Regions from separate parts of the Ovis aries genome. Here region 1 is linked to region 2. A link is a contact called in public Hi-C data. All regions are on one chromosome and are shown on one strand. The core of a region is the stretch at or near the end of the contact, and the rest is flanking DNA. Distances in the headings are between cores, read along the strand shown.

Region 1 (3,397 bases), core at 670-3,169, 87 kb before region 2:
AGACTTTGGTCTCCTAGGCCTCTTGAGTTTCAAAGAGCAATGCGGAAAGAAAAGAAAAGCAACCAGGAAACAATCGTTCAGTGATAGAGTCCTTGTTCCTCCTTAAGGGATATACAGAACCATCTGAGTTGCTATAAAGAAACTAAGACCTACCCCCTACCCCAGCCCCACCCAGGTGGAAGATGGTGATTGCATGAGGACAGCAGTATACCCCAGACTGATTGGAACCACAAAGTTGAAACATCACTCTGTTACCTTACCACCAATCAATCAGAAGAAAGTTATGCATCCTGTATCCCTCACCCCCAAATTTGCCTTTAAAATTCCTTCCCTGAAAGCCATGGGGGAGTTTGGGTCTTTTGAGCCCAGGTTGATTGATCCTTGCTTAGCCCTGTAATCAATGTTTCTCTGCTCCAAAGTCCAACATTTTGGTTTGTTTGGCCTCACTGACAGTGGGACACATGAACTTCAGTTTAACAATAGATTCAGTGTTTTCTGGGGCAACACATCAATCAAAATATGTATTTTGTTTGTGTCTTTCATAAATTTAATGCCTTTTCATTAAAAAAAGTTTATATTGAAGTATAGTTTATTACTATAAAAGCAAAGCCATCATTTTGCTGACAAAGGTCCGTATAGTCCAAGCTACAGTTTTTCCAGTAGTCATGTATGGATGTGAGAGTTGGACCATGAAGAAGGCTGAGCGTGGAATAACTGATACCTTGGAATTGTGGTGCTGGAGAAGACTTTTGAGAGTCCCTTGGACTGCAAGGAGATCCAACCAGTCAATCCTAAGGGAAATCAACCCTGAATATTCACTGGAAGGACTGGTGTTGAAGCTGATGCTCTAGTACTCTGGCCACCTGATGTGAAGAGTCGACTCACTGGGAAAGATCCTGATCCTGGGAAAGAGAGAAGGCAAAAGAAGAGGGTGGCAGAGAATGAGATGGCTAGATATTATCGCTGACTCAATGGATGTGAATCTGAGCAAACCCCATAAGATAGTGAAGGACAGGGAAACATGGTGTGCTGCAGCCCATGGGGTTACAAGAGTTGTAGAGACTTAGGAACTGAACAACAAGGAATAGTTTATTAAGGCTGTGATAGTTTCAGGTGTATTTCATTCTTAACTAAGCACCTTTTATGCACTGTGGCCCTAACTTAAGCAGTTTGAAGTGTGACCTAAAAGCACAATTTTTTTTTTCCTGCAATTTTACAGAAAATTCAATTTAAAAAAAAATTATTTAACTGCACCAGGTCTTGGTTGTAACACATGCAATCTAATTCACCAACCAGGGATCAAACTCAGGACCTTTGCATTGAGAGCTCAGAGTCTTAGCCACTGGACCACCAGGGAAGTCCCTGACAGAAAACTCATTCTTACCACAGAGCTTAGCAACCTCAGCATACCTGTTTTTTTCTTACTAATTTGAGAACTTTCACCCTTTGTGGCTTCTCTGGCTTCTCCACATCACTAGCAATACCACTTTTGGACTTTGGGGCCATTATCAAGCAAAGTAAGGGTTACTTGAAACAAACACTTCCGTATCCAGACAATCGATCTGATGACAGACTAGAAGACTAAAGGGGCAAGCAGCATATACCGCGTGGGTATGCTGGACAAAGGACTGATTCACTTCCCGTGTGGGAGGGAGCAAAACCAGAGATTTCAACACACTACTCAGAACAGCACAGCAAGTAAAAACGTATGAATTATTTATTTCCCATTCAATACTTTTAAGACTAGAGCTAGCCAAGGGAAGCTAAAACCACAAACAATAAGAGAAAATCATTGTATGCCGAAGATGGCGCCAACTCAACCACCACCTCCATAGTTCCCCAGCCGGGCAAGCACAGTGCGCATGCGCTGCCTGGCGTCCTCAGCGCGCCTGCGCGGGCGCAGAGCCTTCCCCGCCCCACTCCTGCCGCCGCCGCCGGTGCTGCGCTGACGGCGGTTGCCCGAGCTTCAGGTGAGTGTGAGCGCCTCAGCCTGGTTGGCTGTGGGCGCGCCGTGCTGCCTGTGGGGTCGTCGTTCCCTTTTCCTTCTCCTTCCCTGCCTCATCACCCCAGCGCGCCGGGGCTTGGGTGAGCGCTGCCAGCCTCCTGCAAGTGTTCGGGCGCCCTCCGCCCTCGTCGCCTGGGGACCCGGAGCAGCCCGGCCTCTTTCGGCCGCTACTCACCTGGGCGGCGGGGCTCACGGCGAACCCGCTGGCGACGGCGTGCAGGCGGCAGCGGCCGAGCCTCTGGGTGCCCAGCACCTCAGCCTCGGACCCTCCGCAGGCGCGACCCCCTTTCCCGCTTCTGCTCTGCAGTCGGCGGAGCTCGGTGGGCCTCGGTGTCGGACATTCGTCTGCTCCGTCTGCCCGGGAGCCGGGTAGGCGGGTGGGGAACCTGGAAGATGCGCCAAGAGCTCGCCTTGCACCCGTGGGGTCCTGGTGCGGTCAAGAGTACCCTCTGGCTGTACCCCGCGGCTACCATGAGAGGGAGCAGCTTCTTAACCCCTGGTTACAGATGAGGAAACTGAGGCACCGAGCGGTGAGGCTCCCTGCCCAAGGTCACGCGCCAGACCAGAGGCTGGAGTGGCTCTGGAACTCAGGGTCGGGGGCTCTCAAGCTAGTGCGGTTTTGTTCCTTTGGAAAAAATCTGAAATACACTCGCATCTCCGGAGATTCTTCAACGTCATAAAAGTAGGCTGCAAAAACGGCATTTTCTTGTTGATGAAGTACAGTTGAGGTGTTAACTGTAATAATGGTAATAGCATTGTTCTTAAGAGCTCACGTTCACCCAGCGCTTGCCAGTGTGCCAGGGATCTTCGTAAACATTTTAAGATTATCTCAGTACCTCAGCGCTTGCCATCAGATGCGTCCTCTTTCCTTTTCATGCAGCTTTTTTCCTGCAGAGCTGGCCTCTCTGTCAGGTAAACTGGGAACCTCCTGGTTTAGGAGCAGGGACGGTGGCTTACTGGCAAAACAGAGGTAAGCCTTGTCTTGGGTCCAGATTTTGCCCCCAAAGGATGTTATTACCCTTCCTTTTCTGGCTGCCAGGAGGTCAAGACTGATAGAGCTGGGCTGGTTGGATTTGGAGGTGAAAGAACAAATCTGGTGAGCACTCCCCTTATCCTGGGGCTTTCTGGCTCTATTCCAGTGCTGGGCTTGAACCTCTCATTTAACATGAAGTAAAAAGAGAAAGAGATCCTTGACAAAGTAGTGTAGAATATAAGAAGCTTAACCGATTTCAAGTTCCCAAAGGAACAGCTGTAAAAATATGGGAATGTTTCTTTCCCAATAAATAGCTCAAACTGTCTTTTTTTTCTCCCAGTCCTTAGCAAATTCTCCTGCGTACTTCAAAGTTCCATTAACTTACCACCTTTTCTGTGAAGCCTTCCTTGCTTGATTTT
Region 2 (3,522 bases), core at 558-3,057:
TATAGTCCTTTTTTTCTCTATTTTTCAACCTTGGCCAGTTATCTGTGTCTTGTTGAAACCTATCATCTGTATACTTTAAACATTTGCATTTTCATTTCATATAAATTATATCTCAATAAAGTTTATTTTTAAAACTAAAACAGGCAATTCCCTGGTGGCCCAGTGGTTAGGATTCTGGGCTTTCACTGCTATGGCCCAGCTTCAATCCCTGGTCTGGGAACTGATATCCCACAAGCCACATGGCATGACCAAAACTACCAGTTCAGTTCAGTTGCTCAGTCGTGTCCAGCTCTTTGCGACCCCATAAACCGCAGCACGCCAGGCCTCCCTGTCCATCACCAACTCCCGAAGTTTACCCACACTCATGTCCATCGAGTCGGTGATGCCATCCAGCCATCTCATCCCCTGTCGTCCCCTTCTCCTCCTACCCCCGATCCCTCCCAGCATCAGGGTCTTTTCCAACGAGTCAACTCTTCACATGAGGTGGCCAAAGTACTGGAGTTTCAGCCTCAGCATCAGTCCTTCAAATGAACACCCAGGACTGGTCTCCTTTAGGATGCACCACGCGCCCCTAGAAAAAAAAAACTGGAAAAATTCTGTCTCTTGCATCAGTGTATATACCCTCCATGCATGAAGCTCCAATACTTTGGCCGCCTGACACAAAGAGCCACCTCATTGGAAAAGACCCTGATGTGGGGAAAGATTGAAAACAAAAGGAGAAGAGGGGAGCAGAGGACAAGATGGTTATATATCTGACTCGGTGGACGTGAATCACTGACTCAATGGACATGAATTTGAGCAGACTCCAGGAGAGAGCGGAGGACACCAGAGCCTGGCATGCTACAGTCCATGGGGTCGCAAAGAGTCGGACATGACTTAGTGACTGAACAACAGCGATAGGTTACAGACTAATAAAAGCAACACCCATATGCCCAACCTTTCAGCGTAGGGGGGAAACGGTGCGTCGTTGCTTTGAAGCCCCCTGCCTGCTTCCCTGTGTTGATCAGTTTCTTTTCTTCCTAGCTTTGCCACACATGCAATATAGTCAATATAGTCTCGGCTGCCTCTGAGCTTTATATAAATAGAATCATACTGAACGTATGCTCCTGTGACTTGCTGTTTCTGCTCATTATTTATAACATTCACCTATGCTTGTGTGCATGGTGGTTATTAACTTTTACTGCAGAATAGTGGGGCTTCCCTGGTGCCTCGAATGGCAAAGAATCTGCAACACAGGAGACCTGGGTTTGACCCCAGCATCAGGAAGATCCCCTGGAAAAGGAAATGGCAACCCACTTCAGTATTCTTGCCTGGGAAATTCCATGGACACAAAAGCCTGGAGGCCAATAGTCCGTGGGGTGGGTCACAGTCGGACACTACTGAGCGACTACCACTGTCACTGAAGAGTGTTACTTTCTAGAATCCGCCGTTCTCTTGAGTGCATATGGGCTCTTTGCTGTCTGGGGCTTTTCTGAACATTGCTGCTCTGAATATTTTTGGTTTTGTATTGGCAAGGGATCATGCTGGGATGGAACTACTGGGTTGTGAGGTATGGGCACGTTCAACTCAACTAGTTAATGCCAGCTGTTTCCCAAGTGGCTTATACTGACTTACCTTTCCACAAGCAGGCTAAGAATTCTTTTTTCTCCGCATCCTTGCTGACATCTACTGATCACATTCTAAAACGCTTCTGTCCACTTGGGTCTTTATAATAACAGCCAACACTTAATGCTCACTTCAGCTGTGGCAGGCCCTGTTCTGAGCACTCTGTGTGCCTGATCTCATCTTATCCTCGCGAGAGCCCTAGCTGTTATGAATGTGTTATTTGCGAACAAGAGAGCAAGTCTTTGTCTTTCCCCTCTGCCTCCCCTTCTGTCTGAGCCTGGTGGCCACTCTCTGTGGCCATTTCGCATGTTCCTTCTCCCGTCCTGGGCAGGGCTGGGTCCCAGCACGGCCTTAGTCCTACCCAGAGCCTCTCCTCCTCAGGCTGTTACTCCCTGTCGGTCCGCCTCAGCCGCCCTGCCTCCTGGGACCGGATCAGACACTACAGGATCCAGCGCCTTGACAATGGTTGGCTGTACATCTCACCACGCCTCACCTTCCCCTCGCTCCTGGCCCTGGTGGACCATTACTCCGGTACGGCTGCCCCCCACCTCCTATGAGAGTAGATGGGGATTTGGGCTTTGGGGGCAGTCAGTCATCTCTTGGACACTTTACCTGCTGGAGAATATCCAGACAGAAGAGGGACCGCCCCTTTCTCCATGCCAGTCCCTGTGCCAAATAACGCAGCCTGGGAGCCCCGGCTTCACCTCACACCAGCAGACCCACTCAGATGTCCTGTGGGCGTGTGGGCCAGAACCTCACCCAGCACTGTGGTTTTGAGTCAAGGTCCTCCACGGCTGGCACGGTTCTCTCCGCAGGAATTAGGCCCACAGCTGTTGTTACTGTGGAATTTAGTCAGTTTGTAGCATCTTCTGGTGCCTGTCCTATAACAGCACAGTGTCAGAGGCAGAGAGGAAAGACCACTGCTGAGAAAACTGATCAGGGAGTTTCTGGACAGCTGTTCCAGGCAGCAGATACCAACCGAACAAGTGGAGACTGATCACTCTTTAGCCTTCTTCTTTCCAAAGCACTTTCCTAATCAGAAAACTCGGGCTCAAAGAGGTCCCTCAACTGACCCAAAAATCACACAGCAAATTAAGTCTCCCTAGTTAGCCCGGAATCTTTGACTGCATCTCAGCTTCCAGATGAACAGTTTGGGGCTCCCAGTCCCACTAGCTAAGTGTGGAAGGCTGTCAGGGTGAGGGTGGCTGGCTGGCGAGGGAAGCAGGGCTGGAGTCAGCCAGGTCAAAGGTCTAGGTCTCTTCTCAGAGCTGGCGGATGACATCTGCTGCCTCCTCAAGGAGCCCTGTGCCCTGCGGAGGGCTGGCCCACTCCCTGGCAAGGCCATACCCCCACCTGTGACTGTGCAGGCGACACCACTCAACTGGAAAGAGCTGGACAGGTGAGGGGGTCCTGGAATGGGAAGTGGAACAAAGAGTTAGAAGGACCCACCCCTGGGAACCTGGACTGGGGGCGTCACCTTCAGGGACACCTGGGAGCCACTAAGCATCCTCTGAACTCAGAGGCCAGCCCAGGCTCAGCGGGTCTGCTGGGGGGACCAACAGGGATGCCAAAGCGGGCACGGATACTGGGCATGCCTGGACACCAAGGTGGCCAGGGTGGAAGGGCAGACATATGGGATACCACAGAGTACCAGCCCTGAGTGAGGTCAAGCAGGGGTCTGATCTGACAGGGAATAGGAAACCAGGGGGTTTTCAGCAGGTTGAGAGCAGGGACTGTGTGGCAGGGGCGGGGAGGAGGCTGAAGCTCCCGACCCAGCTCTGTCCCTTCTCCACAGCTCCCTCCTGTTCTCTGAAGCATCTGCCACAGGGGAGGCATCCCTCCTCAGTGAGGGGCTCCGGGAGGCCCTGAACTCCTACATCAGCCTGACTGAGGACACCTCCTTGGACGAGGCCAAGG

What was found. A called contact is a pair of places that touch in the nucleus more often than the background predicts.
Region 1: a contact with region 2 is called in a Hi-C map of hypothalamus, with 2.4 times the contacts expected there. The contact joins the promoter of NDRG3 here to the enhancer-like site in region 2. A contact is called at or near these places in 2 of 16 Hi-C or Micro-C datasets (hypothalamus and muscle).

The regions. Positions count from the first base shown.
Region 1 is chr13:65,785,072-65,788,468 of ARS-UI_Ramb_v3.0, reverse strand. NDRG3 (NDRG family member 3) reads left to right here and starts at 1,919. Exons shown (of 14, transcript XM_060397786.1): 1 at 1,919-1,970.
Region 2 is chr13:65,697,391-65,700,912 of ARS-UI_Ramb_v3.0, reverse strand. SLA2 (Src like adaptor 2) reads left to right here. Exons shown (of 8, transcript XM_012189153.4): 6 at 1,987-2,136; 7 at 2,872-3,004; 8 at 3,401-3,522. Among named protein-coding and RNA genes, the nearest start is that of RAB5IF, 9.9 kb to the right of the region's middle. Within about 2 kb of position 1,807, at least 10 of the 54 cell types and tissues checked have an H3K27ac peak or open chromatin away from gene starts, as enhancers often do. A contact at or near this core is called in hypothalamus, where this site is marked.